2 separate regions of the Mus musculus genome follow, and region 1 is linked to region 2. Evidence: chromatin contacts called from public ChIA-PET data. All regions are on one chromosome and are shown on one strand. The core of a region is the stretch at or near the end of the contact, and the rest is flanking DNA. Distances in the headings are between cores, read along the strand shown.

The links. ChIA-PET counts read pairs in DNA pulled down with a chosen protein or histone mark.
Region 1: a contact with region 2 is called in an RNA polymerase II ChIA-PET map of effector CD8 T cells, with 12 read pairs. The contact joins the promoter of Il20ra here to the enhancer-like site in region 2. A contact is called at or near these places in 1 of 39 promoter capture datasets (pre-B cells), 3 of 484 Hi-C or Micro-C datasets (B cells, ECoMG-derived neutrophils and bone marrow-derived macrophages), 3 of 115 datasets of contacts at active chromatin or transcription factors (bone marrow-derived macrophages, effector CD8 T cells and memory CD8 T cells) and 3 of 9 other capture datasets (adipose tissue, embryonic stem cells and macrophages).

What each region holds. Positions count from the first base shown.
Region 1 is chr10:19,710,878-19,717,701 of GRCm38.p6, reverse strand. It overlaps Il20ra (interleukin 20 receptor, alpha), which reads right to left and starts at 5,115. Exons shown (of 7, transcript NM_172786.2): 1 at 4,972-5,115. The coding sequence starts at 5,068. All of the region lies in intron 1 of Gm33332 (a long non-coding RNA gene), which reads left to right.
Region 2 is chr10:19,504,634-19,511,740 of GRCm38.p6, reverse strand. Gm33104 (predicted gene, 33104) reads right to left here. Exons shown (of 4, transcript NR_152784.1): 3 at 5,485-5,701; 4 at 4,423-4,950. Among named protein-coding and RNA genes, the nearest start is that of Gm33104, 21 kb to the right of the region's middle. Within about 2 kb of position 5,525, at least 81 of the 459 cell types and tissues checked have an H3K27ac peak or open chromatin away from gene starts, as enhancers often do. A contact at or near this core is called in ECoMG-derived neutrophils, adipose tissue, bone marrow-derived macrophages and 2 more, where this site is marked.

The DNA of each region.
Region 1 (6,824 bases), core at 3,866-6,365, 210 kb before region 2:
TGTCAGTTAGGAGTCTAGAACAGTTCCTATGTGTGTAAGTGAATGATACTGAATGAATGAATGAATGAATGAATGAAAAGACACCAAAGAAAAATTACTTAAAAAATTACACTGAGGATATACTTCATTTTTTTTGAGAACACAAAGTGGAAGTATAAAACACTAAGTCCATTTTGTATAATCTGACCACCTCAAATTCTTCATTCCTCTGTACATGAAAGTCTATTTTGCACTTAATATCTATGAACTATTAAGTGCAGAAATGCAGCAATATCTTTTCTTTGTGCATACACACACACACACACACACACACATATTGGTTATTTTACTTGTTTATATTTCAAATGTTGTCCCCTTTCCCAGTTTCCCTCTGCAAGCCTCTATCCTCTTCCCTTCCTCCTTGTCTCTATGACTGTGCTCCCCCCCCCCCCACCTACCCATATCCCTCTATGCTGGGGCAATGAGCCTTTACAGGACTAAGGGCCTCCCCTCCCATTGATGCTAGATAAGGCCAACCTCTGCTACATCTGAGGCTAGAGTCATGGGGTCCTTACATATGTACTATTTGGTTGGTGGTTTAGTCCCTGGGAGCTCTGGGGGATCCAGGTTAGTTGAGGTTGTTGTTCTTCCTATGGGGTTGAAAACCCCTTCAGCTCCTTCAGTCCTTCCCCTAAATCTTTCCTTGGGGCTCCTGTGCTCAGTCCAATGGTTGGCTGTGAGTATCTGCATCTGCATTGGTCAGGCTCTGGCAGGGCCTCTCAGGGAACCCCTATTCCAGGCTCCTGTGAGGAAGTGCAGGAATCTTAGGAGCTAGCTGATGCAGATGCTGATGCTGATGCTGATGCAGAAAGGTGAATGCCATCGTCTGTGCTGAGAGCACACTGTGGCACTCCTGTGTGCTGATGGTGTGGAAAGTAAAACAGAAGCCCTCATATCTACTCTCAGCTTTTGCAGTGCAGTGTGGTTCCCAGCCTGACACTTCTGCAAGACTTCCTTTCAGCGGTGGACACAGACCACTGGAGATACTAAAGAGGAGAAGCTCCTGTGTATGCAGCTGGGAAGCAGTCCCCCTTTTCTCACTATAGAAACCGTCTTGCTGTCTGTGTATAGACCTTGGGGTACATGGTAGATGTTGAGAGTTGAATTGTACTTGCCAAGAGAAGTAACTGAAATTCTGACACTCCCCCCCCATCCCCAACCAGTACCTCACAACCTTAATTGGAAACAGGACCTTTCCAGTCAATGCTCACTTGAAATTCTTACAACATGGGAAGGCACGAACACAAATGCAGACAGACACACAGAATCTTCAAGAAGACCATGTGGAGGTACACAGAGAGGTGGCCACTTGCAGGGGGGATCAGACAAGGTGGTGATTGGGACAGTATACTTAGGAACACTTGACACTGTCAGCAACTGAAAGCTGGAAGCTGGTCTTGTAGTAGAACCCCCACCCCCTCAGTACTTAGGAAGAGTGAGCCTGCCAGCACCTGGTGCCTAGACTTCCAATTTCCACAACCGTGAGCAATAAAGCTACGTGTTTTTAAGCCACACAGCTTGTCATACTTTGTTATGGCTGCTCTAAAACAATTAATGTGGTTATCTATTTTCTCTGAAAGAATACCTTGTTTATTTAAGAGAATTCTGTAAGAACTGCCAGGTTAATCGGAAGCAAGAAGGCGGAGGCAGATGTAGGGAGAAGTAGGGAAGGGGGGAATTTAACTGGTGAAAACATGTAAACAAGTGTGCCGAAAGTATTCATTGCAGACAAAACGTTTTCGTTCTTTAATTGTGTGGAAGGAGACTGACTCTCCATCTACAGAGGAAGCTGGGGAACATACCTATGAGGAAACGAAGTGTGACTGGGGCAAGTCTGGGCAGTACAGGGTATTTATTCTCATCCTCTGTGGTACACAGAACTGGCTACACAGCACAGGGAGTGAGTGGGTAGAGTCGTGAAAGCCGCCATCTTGGTGGCTCAAGATGGAATGTGATAACCGCCCTCAAAAAGCAGGAAGAACTCTGTACAGATAACATTTAAAATCATTTAAAACTTTCCTTTCGGAAGAGTGCCTTGGTTGTACAAACACCCCACCCTCACAGACATCAGGAATTCTAGAGAGAACAGTAAACCATACTTTCTTTCTCTGTAGCTCAAAGAGGCAAGCAGCGAGTCACCTCTGCTAGACAGGCAAAAGTGTACTAGTATGCAATTCTGCGTCTGGCCAGAGTTTGTCTCACAGAAGAGAAAATAGATGAGAAGAGGGCCCCTGTAGGTTGCAGAAATTATGGCTCAGGAAAGGACAGCCTGGCCAGGTTTCTCATTTAGTAAGGTAGCCATCCCATCAAACTCTGCAGGAAGTCAGCCCAAGAAGTCACAAATGTATTCGGAGAAACCATGAAAATAACACAGCGAAAGGGGGCGTGACACAACGTCATGTAAGAGGCTGTGAACAGAGAGTGCAGAGGCTGCAGTTATGGTAACTGCCTCCTGGATCGGAACACATACTCCTTATCCTGTGGGACCTTTCAGCTCAAAATAGACACAGAGAATGGATGAGAACAAGGAGCACGTGTTGTGCTGTTTATGGAAGGCCTTTTTTACTGTGGGCAAGGTATCTTGCCTGTCTGGGTAGCGAGTTTCCTGTGAGACTTGCTCAAACAGGGGACAGGTAATGAATTACCCCTGATGTTGCAGGGGTAATTCAAAGAAGCAGCAGTTGGGTAGGATGTCCAGTTAAGACCTATGAAGTCTGGCTTTCCATTTAGGAGATTAAGGGAAGACACAGTGAAGTGGAGTTAGCCAGGGTAGACGAGGGAGGGCCATTCTATCAGAGGGAACTGCGAATATGGATCCTGGACATTTGGCTTGCTCTGGGAACTTGGTAAAGACAAGAAGGGGAGTAATTAAAGTAAGGAGAGAGAGGGAGAGAGAGAGAGAGAGAGAGAGAGAGAGAGAGAGAGACAGAGAGAGACAGAGACAGAGACAGAGACAGAGACAGAGAGACAGAGAGAAAGGGAGGAGGAGGAGGAGGAGGAGGAGGAGGAGGAGGAGGAGGAGGAGGAGGAAGGGGCAGGTCACATAGAACCCTGCAGGATTTAGAAAATTGCAAAAGCCATGGAAGCCTTTGTGGTGTTGAACAGGGCCATGCTGTCTGAGGAATTCACTGTTCCCACTCCTATAGGCTTAAAGCGTCTGTTTACATAATGGTGATGATGGATCCTCTTCCTTGCGGAGAGACAGAAACGACACACAGAGAAGATGACACAGGCATGATCTTTAGGATGGAGGTTAATAGCCCATAGGATGAATCTGGTAAAACCTCTGCCCAGAGAGGCAGGGAGTCATTAATAGTGTTACGCAATGTAACCCTTAGGGAACAATGGGGACATTCAAAATTCCCGTAGTGGTGTACCTTAAATGAAACATCAAAATGTGTATAAAATGTTGATGCCACATGCAATGTTGTTTCTCTTTGGGTGTCCTGGGATAATTCAGCCTGATCCTATCAACACTTGTATAGCTCTGAATTTTGTGCAAAAGCAGTCCCAAAGTTAAACTATTATCTATTCATGAATGCTAGTGTTATACAGTTCTTAAAAGTCCATATTCGCGCAGAAGTGAAGATTATCCATGGGTTCAGTGGTTAAGTGTAGGAACGGTATCCAAGCACCTACTATACCTTCTAACTGGTTTTCCTGTATTCATGAAGTACGTGTGGAGGTCGGTCCCATGCTAAATGCTGGGTCTCATAGATCAAAAAAAGCCCAGTGGTGTGTGTGTGTGTGTGTGTGTGTGTGTTTATGTGTGCGTGTGTTTGCTTTAGATTTTGCTGTTAAGTTAGGAGTATTGCTGCCTTCTAATATCATTTTGCCCAGTTAGTGAGCAAGTTTTATTTCTCACATTAACACCAAGCAAGTTCAGTATGGTAGCTCTATTGCACTCACTGTATGCAGAGATCTTCCCGTAATCATTCATATAGATGTATATGTATATGTGTGTGTATATGTGTGTATACATATGCTTGTCTCTCATCCCCCTTGATGACCATACTTAAATCTCTGTCTAGACCTTTTATAATAAACTTCAACTGTGCTTTAAAAACAGAAAATGAATTCATATCAGGGATATTTGAATAAGCCTTTTCACATTTGGCTTATCTTGGATTATTAAAATATAACCATATACTTGCATAAATTTAGAACTTAGAAAATAATCTTCTTGTATAGACTACACGGTTCAGAAACCGCTCCAAGGCCAGCGTGCATGCTTCCGGCCTCTGAAAGGTAGTGAGCATCATGTTTTCTCTGATTGAGGTCTCACTTTTTTTCCCCACTCGCTGGTTTTTCCAGGCTGGAGCACAGGTGCTTGAATCAATTTTATAAAATTACAATTGATATTTTGGGAAGCTTTGTGGCTGTTGTCTTTAATTGAAACCGTGAGATACCTTGCTGAGATACCTTGCTTTTTAAAGAGTATGTTTTTATATGGCAGAAAAACAGAAAGAAGGAAAAAAAAAGAAAGAAAAAGAAACTTTTAAAAAGTGAATCAGCTTGGCTTTCTGAATTCCAGCGGTTACGGTTTAAACTTTAAAACAACAGAGAAAATCCTTCTAGTGCTTTATGTCTTACTGTTTTATGCTTTGTTATTTCTCAGAAGTACGTATACGCACACGTCAGGATTGCCAGGAAAACGGGATGTGGCTTACCCTTTTGGGGCTGATTTGGCTTTTCCAAACTCTGATCCAAGCTCCCACAGGCTATGAATCTTGGACTTGCCAAGGTTTTAGTGCGAGCCGCCCCTTGCCATCACTGTCACCAGTTTCGAGGTACAAGTTTTGGGCCACTCAGGAGGGCTACTACCACCCCTGTACCCCCCAACCCCAGCTCGGATTCAGCAAGCTGGAGCCCGGCGTGGACCCTTTCAGGCTCCTGCCAGGTAGCCCTTGCCGAGAGGAGCGACTCTCCTACCTGCGCGTCCCGAAGCGGCCAGCAGCAGAAGCAGCGTGAGCAGCAACAGTGGCGGCGGGTCCGGGTGGCCCGGCGCCGGGGTCCCGGGAGTGTGCATGGGCTGTCAGTTCGGGTCACATCTCGGGAACGCGGCGTGGCCTCCCCGGGGCTCCTCTGCAACAGCGAGACCCGGGCGATGGAGCCCAGAGTCTGCTGTGCACAACCAGCTCCCCCTGCAGGGAGTCCACGCGAGGGTGGCTGTCTGGGTTTCAGTTCTGAGTCCACACAGGCTTCAGGGGGTGATGGAGAAGCCGATGAGCTCTGACTCAGTACAGCAGAGTCTTATCATTCACTTGAAATGTCAGGTTTCATCCCGGAAGAAGCTGGAAGGGTGAAATAGGTACATATTTCTCAACTTACTGTTAGGCATGCTGCTTACCCTAGTCGAGATTTCCTCCCCACACCCCGAAGTCAGGTATCTTTGCATTTTACAGAAGAGCAGATGCAACCTCAAAACACAATAGAAGTCTCCCAAATGGGAGAGGGCCATCCCCCAGCTAAGAGAAAGAAAGGAAAAGCCAGGGAACACTGTGACAGAGATGTGCAAGCAGACCTCAGGGCTCCTCCTTTCTAGGTAGCTGTAAACATTAAACACAATGCGAAAAGAAACAAATTAACCATGTACTTCAGGCAGACTCTCTCTTTCCTCCATAGACTCCTGTTGCAAATGCACAAATAAAGAGAAATAGCCCTAAAATTGAATCAACAGACATCTAGAAGAGTCTCAATAACTAAAAGAAAACAAAACAGACGAACAAAGAACCCCTTTTGTGGTGGAGGCAGTCAGAGATGCAGCCGTTTTTAGAATGCCTTACACTCCTGTTTTCACTCCTGTTTTTTTTCCGGCTCAAAGAGTCCTAAGAGTCTTGGATTGGATTTGAAGGCTTCTGGAGGGTTAAAGCAGACCCTGCTATTCAGTTGTGCTTCTAGTTCACACCGGTAGGGGGCCCTGGAGGAGGAGGGACAGGACCTGTTAGCTGTCCTAGTTTCCAGCTTCTTCAGATACACGAAGAATTTGCCTCGCTGGCTGGACCCAATTCTCATGGGTCCAAATCTCCATTTAGTGAAATTCCTTTATCTTCTGTGTAGTCATGTCTTCCTTTTGTTTCTCCAGCCTTAGGAGTGGAAACTGCAATCAGTAGCTACTAGTTTCAAACTTCGACTTCTTTTCTCAGTGATCGGTTCTCTGACATCTGCCTGTTAACTGTCATGTTTCTTTCCTTTCCTGCACAAACTGGGCTCTTACTGATTCATATGTAATCCCTGAAAAAAGTAAGAAGACAGTATGATAGCAACATATTCTTTTTATATCAATGTTAGGACATGTATGCATTTCTGTTTAAATATGACTCATTCATAGCCTTAAAGGAGCTAGCTCAAGCAGACAGCTACCTTGCTTTTTCAACTTACACACATATTTCTTGGGAGATAGTCTACAGCCTGTTCTCTTAGGCTAGAGATTGGAAGACAGCCAGACCCTGCCCTCTCTGGTGTTCTTTCTGATAGTACTCATGGGTAGCCAATCCAAGGTTCACTTGCAAGGACTGATCTTTCTATAGTAACAGATCCCTTATGTCTCTGCGAAGGCTGAGTTTGGCCCTGGGACTTCCTAGGTTCGAACTCAGTGATGTTTCCCATGCGCTGGAGAGGAGAGTTTCACATCTTATTTTAAACCTGTTACCCAGAGCTCGCCTTAGGGCACTTCTTTAACATCTTTTAGTATTTTTTTTTCCTTTGTACTCTTACGTTCTAACTTCCAAGCATATCTGTTAATTCCAGGTAAAGAAACAGTCCTTCCCAGGTTAAATAAACTC
Region 2 (7,107 bases), core at 4,276-6,775:
AATAAACCGAATTTATAAAGCATCAAGCACAGGGCAGTGCTGGATAAAGTTCAGTCCTTCTAGAGATGGAGCTCGCAGCCTGAGAGACTTTGAGCCAGTCTCTCGGTTTGTGTGGGTCTCTCTGCCCGTGTGTGTTCATGACTCCATGGTATTGGTGCCTTTCTTTCTGGGAACAAGATCCAATTAAACTTATTTTGTCTTTTATTGGGAATTAAAAAAAAAAAATCACCAATTTAGAAGCACAGCTTTCCCCCAAGAGTCACACTTACTCTCTGAAGAGAGGTGACGGACTTTACAGTTGAGAGGAAGCCTGGCACAGCCAGCTAGCCCACCTCTTCGTCTAAGGAGCTCGGAGCTCTGGAATTGCCCCTGGAATTATCCAGGTGCCTGGGGAGAATCCTTTGGAGAGGCAGAGAGCTGAGAATCACCTTGTTAGACTAGCTCAGAGCTCATTTTTCTGCTTCTTGCCCTCCGTGAACAAGGATTGATTGACGAGTCAGTCTTTGTGGGAGAATTTGAGGTCGGTCCCGTCATGCTTGAAGCACCTCCATTACAACTTTCCTATCACTTGATAAAGACGTGTTTGAGCTTGTTAGATCTAGTAAACTAATTTTTCTACTACGAGCTTTCCAAATTTAACAGCCTGTGAGCAGAAGGCAGAATGGGTCCTCATAAAAAAACAGAATTTTAACCAAGTTAACCCTTTCCCTCTCCTCACACCCCTAAAGTCTGCTGTGTGACAGGTACTGCACACTACAGCCCTGAGAAATGCACAATTGCCTGAAGCCCGGTGGAACTTTTGTACCAATGACATTTTCCTGGAAAGACATCGGGTTTTGGGAATTATTCTTCTTGTTGTTTTCTCTCTTAATATTTTTTTTCTATTAATTTAGAGGATGCCTGATTGCGTTTTTTATGGTTTCCCCACCGCTGAGGTAGGTTTCCCTTTCAGCCACCGAGTCTTAAATGGTGGTGCTTGTTTTACACGGATTGTAGCCCCCCTGCCCCATAGAACACGTTTTAGAAATCCACTAAATGGAATTCTTGTTTAGATTTAAAATGCATTCAGAGCATGCAAATGAAGTGTAGTCAAATTAAGCCCTGAAAACAAACAAATGCAACCCCCAGTATCCTGCTAATGAACAGGTGCTGAGGCGCTCACGATGTTCCATCATCACGGTGTTATAAAGATTCTGCCCTTAACTATGGCTTACAAAAGGCAGTTTCAGGTAGAAATAAAGAGGGTAACTGTTGTTCAGTTAGAGTCCAGGAGGTGAAAGGCCTTTTTGTGATAAGACACAGAAATCTTGTTTTTCTGCTAATGTAATTTCATACATTTTTGTCACACGATGGGCCGAGCAGCATTCCTGGTCCGTTGCCTCGGATGGGAATTGTTCAGCGCTGTGTCACACACAACTGTGTTTTCATCTTCATGCAGAGCAGTGAGCTGATCCCATGGACAGGGGACGGTGTCTAGGGAAGGCAAGCACACGATAGTTCACTCTCTGCCTCCTCCTCCTCCCAGCTCTAGCTCTAGCTTAGCGTCCTTTTCAGGTTTATTCATGAGCCCATCACAAGGGAAGGGAAAAATTTATTCGCACTATAACATTACACTTAAATGCTGTAAATTACATGGAGCTATAAATCCTACCTTTTGGTAAACACTACCTCTCATAAAATCTGCGTGTTTGCATGCCGACATGAGGATAAAACCTTTGTATTTGGCCTTCCCTGTTCTCTGCACCTTACAGCCCTTTGCTTCTCAACATCGAGAAAGCCAGCAGCTAGAACAGTGGAAAGTTTGTTTTGACTTCCTTGGGCTTGTTTAGAACAAGCCGGCTTTCTGTGTGGAGCAGGGTCTGGCCTCTCGGGTACCTCTATCCAGCTTTATAACACTGGGATATTTGAAAAGCTCTGTGTGCCGAGATCTTTAAATCACTAAAATAGCAATTACTGTTAAGTCAAGTATGTTCAAAAATGGAAAACTGGCAGTTTGAAGAGAGTCTATAATCAGTGGGACAGTGGTTTGTAATCTTCCAGCACCACGACCCTTTGATACAGTTCCCCATGTGGTGACCCCCCCATCATAAAATTATTTTTGTTGCTACTTTGTATCTGTAATTTTGCAACTGGGGGAGAGTGGCTGTTTCTTTGTTTTGTTTTGTTTTGTTTTTTATTATGTGGACCACACTTGTTTGCTTCTTGTCACAGGAACCCCAAGGCCTGATGCTCTGCCCCAAGCTGCCCTGAGAAAAAGCTCAGGTCTTCTTTGATTCATGCAATCTGCAAACCCATTCACCCACAGGCTGAACGGCTCTCATCTGCCCTATCAAAGATGTCCGTCCTCTTTCCCCATCCAGAGAGATCGTCTCAGGGACTCCCCAGGACCTGAGCACCTGAAGCATCAATCCAAACACAGGTTGTTCTATTACCTTCTTCACACAGCCCCAGGAATGGCAGCACCTTTAAGCCACGTAAGGGACAGTGACTAGTTTAGGTTGTCTTTTTTTTTTTTTTTTTTTTTTTTTTTTTGTGGTTTGTTTATTTGTTTGTTTGGTAGAAGAAAGCAATTTCCTTTTTCTCTCCAAGGTTGCTGTCCTAAAATACCACAAGTGGATAGTTATAGGTGGAATCTACTCTCCCTGGAGCAAAAGGCAGCCTTATTAGATCACTATTAAAATCACTAATAATATCACTGATGACACATTATCAGAAGTGTTTCTTTCAATGTTCAGCTTCCTGTAAATGGGGAACGATGTTTTGGGATGGGAGACTTGACTTCTTAGTTGGCGTTGGCGACCCTAAGAAAGAACTGAAAGAAAGTCGGGTACCCAGTCAGACTACCCTTATGCCAGCACTGTTTTTTGTTTTTTGTTTTTTTGAGCATTCTATTTTAAACATATCCTTAGGAAGCTACAGAATAGTTACAACTGCTGATTACTAAATCTCCTCATATAGCCTGGCTTGGCCATGACTTATTTAGCTGACTTTGAACTTGTGATTCTCCTACCTCTGTTTCCCTAGTGTGGGGATTACAGGCATGTCCTATCACACCCGTCCAATGAACGGGGTCTTATTATTGTTGGGGCAGTGCCCCTTACCAAGAGGAAGCACAATGAGGAATATAGAAAGAACAAGACTAGAGTCACAGTGAGCAGCCATGCATCCCAGGAAGAGGATGTGAGCGACAGAAATAGCCAGAGAAGGCACAGGCGAGTGAGGCCAGAGGCTGCACTGTTACCATGCAACAGCTTCAAACTGGTCCCAAAGGGCTTGAAGCACTTGGCAGGGAAGGAGCGAGAGGAAGACTGGTTGACTTGGCCACATTGAGGAATGCTGAGGTCAAAGGGGAAAGAGGGTGAGACAGGGAGGCAGTTAGGGATGCTTGGTCCATTGATTGATGTGAGACATGGCTGCTGGATGGGGATGAGGTGGGGGAGGAAGTGAACCAAATGAAGAGAAGAGTGAGGACTTCCTCAGTGGAAACTTCTGGGCCAAGTAGGAAGTTTGGCCATTGGACAAGGAACTTAGAGAGTGCCATTGCTGGTCTGAGATTTGTTCAGGTCAGGAGTTGAGAGGAGAGGTGTGTGCTGTTACAAATATGGAAGTCAGGATGATCATGTGATAAAGTGGACAAAGGTCAGGAGTTAACAGGAGGGCCAGAGGGTGACTTAGAAGCCACCCAGGAACTGCACCGTTTCTAAGGTGTGGTGGCTCCCACCATCCCATTTAGCCAATTTGCCCTGTCTATTGGCATCTCCTTTGAGCTGTGCTGTTGTCCTGGCCTGAGTCAACTGCAAATCAGAGCTCAGCCGCTGGTAAACCTAGAACAGATTGGTCATGTATCTGCTACAAAGCACTCAGTGCTTTTACATCTCACTGGAAGCAAAGCAATGCTTTCCTGATAGCATGCATGGCCTTCTACAAGCTCCCCAAGGAGACCCTGCCCCCTCGCTGCCCCTCAGTGCCTCCTGTTCTCAGCATCGGCTCTTCTGTTGCTACACTGGTGGACAAATAAGAGTTTGTGATGCTTTGAAGCAGAACTGGTAACAAGAAAGGATAAGCACACTTTGCTAAGCACTATTTGCCACAGTTGGATCACTAGAAGGGGGTTCTTGGCATGGGGCACCCACAAAGCCTTGGGTTGATCCTCAGCAGTATATAAAACGGGCTCGACAGAGCATGCGTGCCTGCAATCCTGGATTTACCTTCAGAATCTAGGAGGTGAGGGCAGGGGGATCAGAAGTCCAAGGTCGTCTTTGTCCCTGTAGTACGTTTGTGGCCAGCCATAGCTACAGCAGACCCTGTCTCAAATAAACAGTGTTTCTTTAAATGTGAAAAGAGACTCCCACACTCTAAGGCCTTTAATTATATGGGATGTGTCGCCTCCTATTCCAACCAGCAGAAAAGAGCGACACTACGTACTTCTCAAAGCAGTTTATTCAGGAACCTTTCAACATCATGCATGAATCTCTCTCCAGAAATCAATCTCTCCAGGAAAAAACAACAACCCACCCCCAATCGCAATCCCTTATATATCCTCTCAACCACACCCCATCAGCCCAGTCCACGTAACAACAGTTCATTGACCAGAATCATCACTCGTCATATGGTCCGATCTTGCATCATGGTGCACCTGCGCAGTTCTCGCGATGGTCGTGGCTTATTTTCAGGTGTATGAGGAAGTCAGGTGCAAGTCATAAGACTTGGCTGCAGTCCCGGGTGCCATCTTGAGACTGCTGCCACACCCACTCCTCACAGGGATGTATGGTTTGGAAGGAAAATGTTGAAGATGTACAGAAGAAGGTGATTAGAAAGGGGGACAAGTTCTTCCAAGGGTTGGAGTTCAGAGGTCAGGAGAAGGATCAAACTGCTCAGCATCAAAGGGAGAAGAGATCCACAGAGAGATTCCAGAGTTTCTAACAGCTAAAGGACCTGGTGTGTTTCTTCCTGGAGAGGAGAACAGGACCAGAAATAAATGGGACTTTGGAGTTAGCAGAAAGCCTGAAGCACCCTTGCTTCCCAGCCAGGACACCCTGCAATTACATAACAGCTTAGGGCAGGGCTCCCAGAAGCCAGGTCTCAAATGTTATTCAGGCTAAAGCTGGTTTGGGCAGGCACAGAGGAAAGGGGAAGGAAAGCTGAGATTTGGCAAGCTTATGGGCTCTCCTCTCTCTGTTCCTCTTCCTCTTCCCTCCTTCCTCCTCTCTCCCTCCCTCCCTCTCTCCCTCTTTCCCTTTCTCCTTCTCTCTGATTTCTACTGTCTCCAAATAAGTAGAACCTGTAAGTGTCACATCATGCTGACTCCACAAGACATCTAGAGCCTTTCTATTCCTTTCCAGGAAGAAATCATGACTATTTTCAACAGAGTTTTGGAAATCCTACAATGAGAATGCTATATCAAGATTTTTCTCCTCATCAGCTAGTGAGAGCATCAATTACACCTTGATGTTGGTTTGTTTGTGTTCTGTTCTGACTTCTTACCATTCAGCACCAGTGTCAACTGGAAGCGGTTTTACTAAGAATTGGGCTGGGTCAGTGTGAAACCACAAGGACGTCTGTTGGTTATGAATGATGTAAGGGACTGAGGGTGCTGACAGATGTCAATGTGAGGCATGGTGACAAGCCTGGACGCTTGTTAAGTGACACACAATAGCAGGCCGGCGAGGAGCAGATAGTCCCACATTAGGGAGCAAGTTGCCTGGGAGTTGGAAAGAGAAAAACAGGTTTCATTTTAACTTTTGAAGTTTGCCGGAGGTTTCAATTCATTATAAGATACTTTCCAACTTCACTGATGTTCTGTCATGTACTTAAGTAAGAAATATATGAGCCTCTCTACAGGGCCCAGACTGTGGGTATCTTTCCTATCTATCTATCTATCTGTCGATCTATCTATCTATCTATCTATCTATCTATCTATCTATCTATCTATCTATCTATCTATCATCTATCTATCATCTATCTATCTATATATCTATCTATCATCTATCTATCTATCATCTATCTATCTATCTATCTATCTATCTATCTATCTATCTATCAATCATCTGTTTATCATCTGATCAGTTCATTGATTTATATTAGATAATTTTTGTTGTTGTTGCCATGATGAAATACCATGACCAAAAAGCAAGTTACAGAAGGGAGAGTTTGCTCCCGTCTCTGGGCCCTGGAGATGCTGTTTAATTTTCATTCTCTCATATGGTTTAGATTTCATCTTGCTTGGTTAATAAGGCTTCAATAAGAGGACCAAAGATAGCTTCTTCCTTGACAGATCTGCTATTTGGGTAGAAGAGAGAACTCCTGGGGAAGGTGATCCTTGCATTTGTAGCTCCTCTAACACTTAGTAGGTTGAAGTCAAAAACATATTTTAGGGTGTCATCTGTCTGAGTGTCCTTGCTTAAAACCAATAAATTGCATACTTTAAAAGAGAGAGGAGAGGGACAAGGAATGAGATAGAAAGCACCATGAATATCCAAAGAACTACTTTTTGGAAGTACGGGGGATTCTTATTAAAAGTGTTTCTGGTGTTAAAAAATCTTCTCATTCTTCAAATCTTTGGGTAGCTGTGATCTACACACACACACACACACACACACACACACACACACACACACACCGAGAGAGAGAGAGAGAGAGAGAGAGAGAGAGAGAGAGAGAGAATGAATGTAAAATAGAGTATCTGGATTCTATCTGAGCTAGACCAGCACTTGAACTGGTGTTCAGCAGACACTCTGTAAAAGTTCTAAGTGAATTAAAAAAACTCAGAGGACTGTTTCAGTTTTGCTCCATCATGGTGACCCCTGTGGTTTCTTTCCTTGTGAATCTTTGAAATTTACTTTTCCTCCTCTGGAGGACTTTTAAAAACAATTACGATTGAAGGCAAGCCCAGACAGTGACCGAGTTCCACTTTGTGTCTGACTCTGCCTTGCCTCTCTGAGGTGCTGCTTTCCTGATGAGTTGGGAGTCATTTCTAGGAATGGAGAGCTGGGCACTAGGTCACCCTAAGGTGAAACTGTTCTTCGTTGCATGGCAGCCAACATGCTAACGATTTCCCCTGAGCTAGTTGAACCTCGAAGAACCAGACCTGAGATAGCAATCAACCCA